Regions from separate parts of the Sus scrofa genome. Here regions 2 and 3 are each linked to region 1. The links are chromatin contacts, called in public Hi-C maps. All regions are on one chromosome and are shown on one strand. The core of a region is the stretch at or near the end of the contact, and the rest is flanking DNA. Distances in the headings are between cores, read along the strand shown. Region 1 overlaps CAVIN1 (polymerase I and transcript release factor). Region 2 holds the start of HSPB9 (heat shock protein beta-9). Region 3 holds the start of STAT5B (signal transducer and activator of transcription 5B).

What was found. Hi-C and Micro-C count contacts between places; a contact is called where the count stands out from the background.
Region 2: a Hi-C map of embryonic fibroblasts shows a contact between it and region 1, with 4 times the contacts expected there. The contact joins the promoter of HSPB9 here to the enhancer-like site in region 1. A contact is called at or near these places in 1 of 5 promoter capture datasets (fetal liver), 5 of 47 Hi-C or Micro-C datasets (embryonic fibroblasts, epiblast stem cells, fetal heart ventricle and 2 more) and 2 of 2 datasets of contacts at active chromatin or transcription factors (alveolar macrophages and skeletal muscle).
Region 3: a Hi-C map of mesenteric adipose tissue shows a contact between it and region 1, with 1.8 times the contacts expected there. The contact joins the promoter of STAT5B here to the enhancer-like site in region 1. A contact is called at or near these places in 1 of 5 promoter capture datasets (fetal liver), 12 of 47 Hi-C or Micro-C datasets (alveolar macrophages, blood, embryonic fibroblasts and 7 more) and 2 of 2 datasets of contacts at active chromatin or transcription factors (alveolar macrophages and skeletal muscle).

The regions. Positions count from the first base shown.
Region 1 is chr12:20,382,239-20,385,795 of Sscrofa11.1, reverse strand. The region is part of intron 1 of CAVIN1 (polymerase I and transcript release factor); the gene reads right to left. It overlaps LOC110256002 (a long non-coding RNA gene), which reads left to right. Exons shown (of 2, transcript XR_002337105.1): 2 at 1-34. Among named protein-coding and RNA genes, the nearest start is that of CAVIN1, 12 kb to the right of the region's middle. Within about 2 kb of position 1,600, at least 40 of the 83 cell types and tissues checked have an H3K27ac peak or open chromatin away from gene starts, as enhancers often do. A contact at or near this core is called in alveolar macrophages, embryonic fibroblasts, mesenteric adipose tissue and 3 more, where this site is marked.
Region 2 is chr12:20,636,356-20,639,912 of Sscrofa11.1, reverse strand. It overlaps HSPB9 (heat shock protein beta-9), which reads left to right and starts at 1,518. Exons shown (of 1, transcript XM_003131404.4): 1 at 1,518-3,174. The coding sequence starts at 2,469. The coding sequence ends at 3,146. KAT2A (histone acetyltransferase KAT2A) reads right to left here and starts at 1,420. Exons shown (of 18, transcript XM_013980960.2): 1 at 1,007-1,420; 2 at 744-867; 3 at 283-428; 4 at 84-173. The coding sequence starts at 1,345.
Region 3 is chr12:20,543,266-20,546,822 of Sscrofa11.1, reverse strand. It overlaps STAT5B (signal transducer and activator of transcription 5B), which reads right to left and starts at 1,679. Exons shown (of 18, transcript NM_214168.1): 1 at 1,540-1,679. The coding sequence starts at 1,667.

The DNA.
Region 1 (3,557 bases), core at 351-2,850:
GACATTGAGTACAGAAAGGGAAAGAGGACTTAATGCAGAATATAACCAGGCTAACTTCTTTGGCCCAGACTCTCTTTAGGGACTTCAGACAAAGGAATGATAGGCAGTAGGTTTTCTAAAGGGCTTTCTGAAGACTGTTTCGCAGAATTGTAGGAAAATCCCATTTGAGAAAAATGAGGCAACGTGAGCTGACCCCTCCCATAAACACACACGCACACACACACACGTACACATATACGTTGGCCACTTGGTATCTGCACCACCTGCTACAGAAATTCCTTCCCCGGCCCCTAACCTCTTTCCTCTCCCTCCCACCCACATCCCCACAGAGTTTCCTTGTTTACATTGAAAACTAGGAACACCTCCTCCCAACTTCCTTCCCTCCCTGTCAATATCATTAGCAGGGACAAAGAGGGAATGCTGGCTCCACCTCTTCTAAACTGGGCTCTGCTCTGCTGGGCACCAAGCCACCTCAAGCTCTCATTACTCAACTACACCTCCCAGCAGGCAAGGTGACCTGGGCCCAGGGCATGCTGGGACTTGTAGTCTCCACCTGCTACAGCCAGTTTGGTACTATCTTGGGCATCCTGCAGCGTTCTGTCCATCTCTTTGCTTCTTAGCACTCATGGAGGCGTTGAAGGGGTATTTTCCTTGCTATGAATGGGAGAGTCCCAGCCTCTCTTAGCAGTCCCTCTGATTTCCAGTTGCACCCTTTGGGTCTCCATGTGCAATCACCTCTCCCTGCCTGCCACCCGAGTCCTCTCTCTTACACACCGTTTTAGGACGCTCTAGCATCTAAATTCTCTGCTTTCTTCATCCACCCACCCAGAATTTACCTGCAGCTCTAGTATCAAAAAATGTCAGCTCTCATCACTCCTTCACAGCCTCCCAGTCTAAAAACCTACCCACGCTCCACCAAAGTTTGGAAGAGAAGGCCTCCTTTCACTAAGCTCAGACAATGTGGATGAATTCAGGGAAGGATTAAGAGTGATGGGTGGGGAGTAGTCAGGAAACAGTCCCCGCTACGGAGAACAGATCCACATTGTCTCCCTGCCCACCCCATCTTCCCTGATTCTCCCCGCTGCTCCATCCCAGCCCCTAAAGACTGAGCTGGCTGGTTTTCCTGGCCTCTGGCTTCCCAGATAAAGGTCTTTGCCAGCTGAGCTTGAAAGGGAACAGGCTGGGGAGAGAGTTCCAGGCTTCTTGTAGCCAATCCCATCTTCCAATGCAACGTCAGGGAGCAATCCCAGTGACTGGAGGGTTATTCCAAGGTAGGCGGTTGTCACCCCCAGTCCAGAAAGGCACTTGGGAATATAAAGCCATTCATTGTAGGCTCTTCCTCTAGATTGATGGCTGACACCAGAGGAGCTGCCTTCTCGGTGGAAGGTCAGGGGATAGGGGAAGAAACCATTTGACCTAAGTCCTGGATAATATTCAGTAGATTGACGCTGGAGAGGGTATACCACCATGACTTTAGCTTTTCCCCTCCATTAATGGATTTCGTCTTTTCTCCTTGTTTCCAAGCCAGGTTTCCCCTGTGACTCACAGCTTTGGACTGCTCTCCTAGGCCCACCCAGTTTGCCTGTTGCTACAACAACTGCCAACACAATCCCAGAGCACCTCCCCCACCCCTGGGCACACACAGGCCAGGCACCCTTATCCCACCCCTGCTTCCCCGGCAGAGCTCCGAAGCCAAAAGAAGGGCCTCGGGGTGACAAAGAGGGAGAGCTCTGCTCGTTTTTTTTCTATATTTTTATTAAACAAAACCACCAGTCCCAACAGGCTTGGTTTCCAGAGTTGCCTTTAATGACCAGGTCTGAACAAAAGCATGCACAGATTCCCCCGTGGCCCCCACCTCCACCCTGCCACACACACCAGGCACACACGACTCCCTAACCCAGCAACACCCCAGTCCAAGGATGAAGTTAGAGGCATCCTAGGGTGGCTCCCATCCCCCACCTCTCCACTCCCAACCCTACTCTGACCTTAAGATCCTCTGGCTTAGGAAAAAGACTTATATGATTATAATTTAATTGAGCACCTACTATGAGCCTGGTACTTGGCCAGGCACTTCACATCTGTCAGGGAAAAGGGACAAGTGTCCTGTGGCTCTGGGTAGAGCCTCTCTTGACTTAGAACTAACCAGTTCTCTCCCCAACCACTGCTTGGGAATGGCCAGAGGAGACACTGGAGAGGTAATTCGGCGACCGAGGATCCGCTTGGGGAGCATGTTAGAGGAGGCTGCCAACTGGCGGAGAGGCCAGAGAGAGGGAGAGTCTTAAAAATGCAGGACCGCCACCTTCGGTTGCCAAGACAAGGGGGTGAAAGATACCGAAAGTACATGGGACCTTCTTTTCTGCTGTAGTATAATTCTCGACAGGGCGATGTTGCCCCGGAGAGGATGGCAGTTGGTTCTCAGGGGTGCGGCATCTTAGATAGTGCAGTAGTTTGTGGTATTCCAAAAAGTCCCAATATGTAGTATATCTGTAGTGTTAAAATTTCATGGTGGGAGAGGACAATTAGGGAAAAGAATGTCTAAAAGGACTCCTTAGGGGAATGATCATATTAACAACAACAAAAAAAAAAGTTGAGAAACACTGTGCCATAGGGAGACCAGAAGATTCAAGCCAGAGCCAGTGAAAAATGTACCTCCTGCTGGCCTCTCTGAGTTGGCAGCTCTTAGGTGCCTCGCCCAAGGCAGGATCTGGCAATCATAAGGGATCGCTTTGCAAAAAACATTTTCTAAAAAAACTGGAAAAAATAAGTATAAATGTTTCCCCCAGCTACAGGGAGGGGGTGGAGAGGGCTCAGAACAGGCCCCAGGCCTGGGCCTCATGAGAGCCCGCTCCAAAGAGGCTTGGAGTCAAAGTGGCCTGTCCCTGAGGAGGAGGCCAAAAGGGGAGGAAGGGGGACTCAGAAGCGTGGGCAGTTTCAGGCAGTCTCATGCAGGTGGCAGTGGGTGCAGCTCAGGTTTGGTGTCTGGAGCATTTACTATTAAGACAGAAACCAGGCAGTAGGGGAGGGCCCCTTCCTGTCACCTTCCACCGGGTGGCTTGAACTCCGCATAATGCGAGTGTTTTCACAGTACCCGTCATCCACTCACAAGGGACAGTGTTGGAAGAGGCCGGCCATCCCAGACTGGCCACTGCTAAGCAGTGAGCCGGTGGTGGACTGGGGGCATGACTCCCCGTGCCCACGGCCCCACGGGACCCAGGAGACCCTAAGCGCCCCCGCCGGTTGTTGGCTCCTCTGGGGTGGGCAGAGGCCCAGGCTCAGGGTAATAGGGCAGTGTCCTAGGCGTCTGGTCAAAGGGTGGGAGTTCAGGCACTGTCTCAGGCTTCAGGTCAAAAGGCTCAGTCTCAGGCAGAAGGTCAAAAGGCACGATCTTGGGTGTGGCCAGGTCTGAGGGTGCATTCAGCTTCTTCTTGGGCTAAGATGAGGAAAAGGGGTTTAAGTGGGGCTTGGGATGAGTGCACGTGGGGTTGAGAGGAGGAGGCCTTGGCTGGCATGCAGACTTGGGGCTGGTGAGTAGGGGGAGGGGAGCACACAGGTATTAG
Region 2 (3,557 bases), core at 269-2,768, 250 kb before region 1:
CTCTGAACCTGTCCCCTGTCCCCAGCTTGGCTCCCCACTCCTCCATTATACCTCCAACCATCTTACCACCTTCCTTGTCCCACCTGCTCGATATTAGGCTTCTCAAAAGGGGGGCTGCCCAGGGATCCCTCCACCACGGGCCGGGTCATCTGCAGGATGCACTTCCGCAGGAGCTGGAGGAAGAGGAAGAGGGAGGAGTAGAAGTCAGCGGAGCACAGAAAGGCAGACCCCCCCCACCCTCCCTCCTCTGCCCACTCACACTCTTCCTTCAAGGAAGCTCACCTTGAAGAGGTAGAAATAGACCTGCTTGGTGTCCGTGTCCTCCTCCTTATGAACAGACATGAACAGATTCTCCACATCTACCACCATCCCCAGCAGCCGGTTAATCTCATCCTCTGACACATTCTCCAGGTGGGACACGTGGTCAGCTGTAAGGACAAGTGGTGGTTGTGGAAAACTGATAGAAGGGATCGACAGGGCTTCCTGCTCCTCTTCACCACCAGCCAAGACGCATCCTCAGTCCCTCCGACCAGGGTGACCGGCAATGAGACTGCGGGCTCCTGTGTCAGCCCTGGGTGGTCTCTCTTCTGGACTGAGAGATCTCCTTTCTCCTCCCAACCCAATGCCTCCTCAGGAAGCATCTCGGATCTCTCAAAGATGAAGTTGTGTGGCACTTAAGTCATCCTGTCCAAGCAGGACCCAAGACCTCCACCCCCACCCCAGTTCCAAGGGTACTGCCTTACCCAAGGGGTGCTCACAGCTACGGCACAGCTCGCTCAGGTTGGCAGCTGGCTGCTGCAGGTCCATGCGGGGTGCAGTGGGGGGCTTGGGGTTTTTCCAGCCATTGCACTTGCAGGTTTCATTGGCCTGGAGACAGAAGGATCCGTCAATAACCCTGTAACCCCGGGACGAGAAGCGCTCCCCAATCAGAGCTTTGCCCCCTTGCCCACCCGAGCCCTGGGATGCCCCAAGCCCCGCCCCCTCTCGCCCCAGGCCCCGCCCCCACCTTGCAAGCCGAGAAGACCCCTAGCTTCTCAAGCTTCTTGGCGCGCGGCAGCCCCCGGACTTGCGCTTTCCTCTGGCTGGCGCGCTGCTGCTGGCTCAGGCCAGGGCGAGCCGGATCACCCCCGCTCCCGGTACCCCCACTTCCTACCCCGGGCCCCCCAGTCCCTGTGCTCCCGGCTGGGGCTGCAGCTGGGGCGGGGGCTGGTGCCGGAGTGGGAGCCGGAGTCGGGGCCGAAGCAGGGCTGAGAGCAGGAGTCGGAGTTGGGGCGGGGGCTGGGGACTGAAGGGGACGCGGCTGAGCGGCTGGGGCCGGGGTCGAGGCCTGGGAAGGTTCCGCCATGGCCTCCCCCGCTGCGGAGCGCGGCGCGGCGCGGCGCTCCCAGCCCTAGGGCCGCATGGGCAACCGGCGTTCGGTGCGCAGGCGTCGCTACCTTGGAGCATGATGGGAGTTGTAGTCTTTTCACAGCCGCTCTTCGCCTCCAGCTTCCAGACTTTTCTGTCCTCTTTCTTAAATCCGGGACAGCCAAGTGAGGCCCTACCTAGCACCCCAGATGGACTCCTCTAAACTTGTAATCTCTACGGAAGGCTTCCAAGATAGTCTAGATTGCTGTCCTGGTGGGAACAGGGAGAAGCATCCCACAAAGCAGGCTTCTCCGGGGTCTCGCCTCCCAAGCCCGGGAGAGAAGGTGTAGACCTGGAGGGCCTAGAGTCGCTTCGGCTTCTTGCCTCGCTCCCTCCCGTCCCCACACTGACCCTGTCCCGCGTACCTCCGGACGCGGACCTGCAGCTGGGGTGGCGATTAAATAGCAACAATACTATTTCTTGACCTGTGGAGGGGTTACACGAGTGTGTGTTCTCTTTGTGCATTTTTCTGTTTTACTTCAACAAAAAAAGGCTTATCATAAAAGCACTGAGGGCCAGAATAATGGCTGTGGCCCCTCAAAAAACTGCAGAGGTGGGGATGAGGTAGAGGCAGAGGAGGGCCTATGGGTGTGGCTCTCCTCTCACACCGTGGGCACTGGTGCCAGAGCCCAGCTCTGCGCCTGCCACCAGTAGGCCCAGGGTCAGATGAATGAAGGAAACCAGGAAGGTGCGTCCACCTTCCAAACCCTATGTGTCGCAGGATTGTGCATGGTCAGAGATCGGAAGGACATTCCTAGAATGGATGACCCTGTAGTCACACTCTGATGCTCTGTTCAGAGGGCAGGCCCCGCTTGCCCCCAGGCCGGATTCTCGCAAGGGCATGAGCCGGGCGGCTCAATCTCATCTCTGCTCGTGCTGCTGACGGCTCCAGGGTGGGGCTCACAGGCCGCCGGCCTCTTTTGGCCTATCCGTTTGGGTCACAGCCCCGGCAGGCCAGGGCCCTCTGACGGAGTTGGGGAAGGGCCCGAGCAAGGGGCAGGATCCGGGATAAAAGCAGCCGCGGAGGCGTCAGAGCGGTTGCCAACCTGACTCGTGGAGCTATGTGCATAGCTGATCCCAAATTCCGCGGAAGCGAAACTTGCCGGAAGCCAGGGGAGCCCCCTCAACAGAGCAGGCGCCGCGGGAGCGGGAGTGCAGCCGTTCCGGCCCGAGGCCCCCGCTCCCGGGGGCCCCCACGCCCTAGCCGAGCGCTACATTCGGAGCCTCGCGCTCTTCACCAGCAGTTGCTCTCTCGGATGCAGCGGGTCAGTAGCGGTCTCCCCAACGGGAGCCAGTCAGCTTCCCGATGTGCCAGCGTTGCCTTCACTGAACAGAACCAGGTGGCCACCCTGCCAGTGCAGCAGCTCACGGACGATGTGGCAGCTATGCGGGACAACGTCCATGCGGAGGATGGCTTCCAGATGAAGATGTATGCCCATGGCTTCACCCCCGAGGAGCTGGTGGTTCAGGTGGACGGTGGATGCCTGATGGTGACCGGCCAACGGCAACTGGAGGGCTGCAGCCCAGATGGGAGCGGCTTCCGCATGGCACAGAAGGTGCACCAGCAAATGCCACTACCACCAGGCCTGGATCCCGCCGCCATGACCTGCTGCCTGACACCCTCTGGCCAGCTGTGTGTTCGAGGCCAGTGCCGGGCGCTGCCTTGCCCTGAAGCCCAAACAGGACCGGCCCCAAGACTCAGGAGCCGCGGCTCTAAGAAGGGTTCCAAACTAGCCTGACCCAGTAAACAACCGTAGTGAGCAACAGCCTCGGTGTCCACGGTCTTTTCTTGGGATCGGGGTCAGAGGTGGAGCTACAAAGGGAGAGGGAGGCCGAGTGGCGGGCTCCGAGGGTGGCAGGAAAGGCGCCTTAAGATCGTGACCCACCATGCATCAGGCCTCTTGGGGCCTCCGGGGGAGGCGGGCGGGGGAGCGGGCAGTGTTTCACTCGGCTTGGCGCACTGCCTGAACCAGCAGCTCCAGCAGGGGGCAGCAGAGGGCCAGAAGGGTCCAAGCATTACTGATTCCAGAACCAGCAGAGGGCCCCTGAGAGACCAGGGATCAGACGGCGTGGACCTGGTGTGGGGCTGCCGTCTGGGCCATATGACCAGTCCAAGGTTCCAGAGGTCATTGGTGTTCCTTCTTCTTCAG
Region 3 (3,557 bases), core at 430-2,929, 160 kb before region 1:
GTACTTGAAAACTTAATTCTGTGCTAAAAAACCAAAAAACAACAGCAAAAAATCTTAGCTTCAACATGAACAACTGAAGATATTTTAATGAAAGTTTTCATATTCTTACAACCAAAAACAAATAAAAGTCAGGTTTTCCTTGATATCAACACAAGACTTTTAACATTCGTTCAGTAAGAAGACTGCATGGGAAATCTACCAAATACAATTCTAGATCAACAGAAACTTCCTACCTATGTTTTTCTGAGCTCTCCAAATCTTTAAAACACAAAAGAAAATGAAAAGGAAATGGAAAAGGACTAAGCAAGGTACAGTTGATATGCTCATACTTAGCTCCTTATTTTCTCACTTAATTACGTGAGGCTGAGATTTTTGAAAATTGCCTAGAAAATTGCCTTCCTTTGGTGCTCTTCAGCTTTTGAACAGAAATCTGCTACTAGCACACGACTGCAATTATTCCGAGGCAACATTACTGATGGGTGTACAGCTCTCCCCAAGCAGTAGCATAAAGGCTGGTTTCTCCAGGGCTCTGGCAACAAGGACCCCTGCTCTCATGCCACAATGGTGGAGGCCTGAAGTAACTGATGAAAATGACAGATCAGACTGAGACTGGTAACCAACCAACGCGTGCTCAGGCCCCGAGCAGAGCAGCAGACAGCTTGCTGCCTGGTGGGCAATAAGGTTGTTGATTAAAAAGCTTTGTTGTCAGTCCACTGTACTCTACTAATTCTAAAAGAATTTAAAAACAATTTTCCCCTCGGTATATAAACAGTAATTAGGGAAATAAAAAAAATAAACATGCTTGTTAAATCTGCCACTAAGACATAAACATTGTTAACGTTTTGGTGTGCTGTCTTTTAGTCTTTACATGTGTGTGTATATATATTACATATAAATTTGAAAATACCAAAGTCTCTGTTGTGAAATTCATTAACAATACACCTTATAAAGGAGTTCCCGCTGTATCACAGCAGGTTAAGGACTCAGCATTGTCTCTGTGGCAGCTCAGGTTCGGTCCCTGGCCCGGAACAGTGGGTTAAGGTTCTGGTGTTGCTGCTGCTGCAGTGTACTCTCAGATGCAGCTCAGATTCGATCCCTAGCCCGGGAACTTCCATATGTCTCGGGTATGGCAAAAAATATATACTTTATTCAATTTCATGCATATGCATACTTATCTACCCCATTAATAAGCACTAAATTCTTTGTGGATAAGGGCTTCAATGTTTTCATATGAAGTCTACTAACTACAACACTGCCAGGCACTCAAAACATAATTGTTAATTGTTTTTTACTAGCAGCAATACTCTAATGCTTTTAACCAGAACTTACTATTAAAGGAAACAAATCCTATTTCAAAAAAACCCCAATAGTTATTCCATCTTTCAAAAATTTAAGATGGAATTAAATATCTTTTCAGGGGTCGCATAATTTTCTTCTCAAATATACAACTTTTAGAGGCTTCATTATGTTACCTTTCCAATAAAATTTCAATATGCTTGTGCTTCACAAAACATAATGCAGAAAACTTTGCTCACTTACCAAGCTTGGCTTTCAATCCACTGGGATAAATAATGCCGCACCTCGATGGGGAAATGCTGACCATACAGTGCTTGCATCTGATGAAGGGCATCTCCTTGGAGCTGCTGGGCTTGTATCCACACAGCCATGGTTTACAATCTGTTAAACAAACAATTAGTGGTTTGGGTTTTGTTTTTTTTTTCCTTCCCCCTTTTAAATCCACCAGAGTAAATATTCAGTTATAAAGGCCAGAGATAAATGTATTTAAGCCCTTTTTGGTAGACTAAAAATCAGCATTCTTTTTTTTTTTTTTTAAATGGCTGCACATGGCATATGGAAGTTCCTGGGGCAGGGACTGAATCCAAGCCGCAGCTGCATTATGTAGCAGCTGCAGCAACGCCAGATCCTTTGACCCACTGCGCTGGGCTAGGGATTGAACCTGCGCCTTCACAGCGACCCAAGCCGGACTCATAACCCACTGCGCCACAGCAGAAACTCCGAGTTCAGTATTCTTGAACTGAATTTTAGCTTTAACATGTTTTCAAATGTAGACATTCAGTGTGACCATGGAAAGGTACATAACTGGGTCTATGAGGCTTTGACTATAAAACATACTGAAGTCCTATAAGCAAAAGTATAAATCCATCATTAAGGGAAGAACTGCCTATAGCTTTGATATCATAGACATATTCTTTCTTTACTTTTGTTCCAAACTTGAAGCAATAGCAAGCAGCATTTCAAGACTAATGATAAATAAGTAGCACAGGGATTTTTTTTTTAATCTCTTGTTTTAAAATAAATAAATCACTTGTTTTTAGATTTGGTATTTTGACTTTTAAAAAATGCAATAAACAGGAGTTCCCGTCATGGTGCAGCGGTTAATAAATCCGACTAGGAACCATGTGGTTGTGGGTATGGTCCCTGGCCTTACTCAGTGGGTTAAAGGACCCGGTGTTGCCGTGAGCTGTGGTGTAGGTTGCAGATGTGGCTCGGATCCTGTGTTGCTGTGGCTGTGGTGTAGGCCGGAGACTACAGCTCCAATTCGACCCCTAGCCTGGGAACTTCCATGTGCCGTGGGAGTGGCCCTAGAAACGACAAAAAAAAAAAAAAAAAAAAAAAAAAAAAGCAATAAACATACTACCATTTTGAAAAAGACCTAGTATGGGAGTTCCCTGGTGGCTCATTGGGTTAGGGATCCAGCACTGTCACTGCTGTGGTTTGGGTTACTGATATGGCTCAGGTTCAGTCCCTGGCCTGGGAACTTGCACATGCCATGGACCCAGTCAAAAAAAATTTAATTAAATTTCTAAAAAAAGACCCAGTAAAAGAAAAATGAAAATAATGAAAACATGGATTTAACCTTATGTATTATCACTATTTATCTAAGCAGTAATTATTTGTACATAGAGGGCACATATTTATCTGAAAAAATAACCCCAAGGTTCACCTCCTGAGTTATTGCTAAGGAATTTATGAAGCAATGTTCTGTTAAAATTTCAGCATTTAAAAATCTTTCAGCCATAAAAACAATACACTCCAGCTAAGAGTTAGAAATAAGAACCATTATATTCCAAGCGTGGGTAGGTTTTTAAAACATGCTCTTGATTTCAGAAAAACAGGCTTTATAAAATTATCATTATGCCTTTTCAGACTCACCTGAGAATTTTTATGTGTTCGGCAGAAACTCTCTGGGATTAACCAGATCATGACAACATGACTTTCACATACACAAAGGGGACTCACGACTGAAACTTGCTCTAGCACTATGATCCATAATGTGGAATTTGGTGTAAGGCAGGGATGTATTGAATCTTACCCAAAACAGTGTGGCTACTGATTTGCACAATGCTCCTAAGAATTGTGTTATAGTCGAGGTCCAGTGGATTAGACCTTGATTTTGTGGAATACCAGAGACCACACAAGGGTGTTGGGAAACAAAAATCCCTTCTCTGTCAGTTGTAGCTGTCCGATCGCATAACACACAGCTATTTATGGGACAAGGGAGTTAGCCAACAATGAGGTGTGGGGTGGGTGCCAGT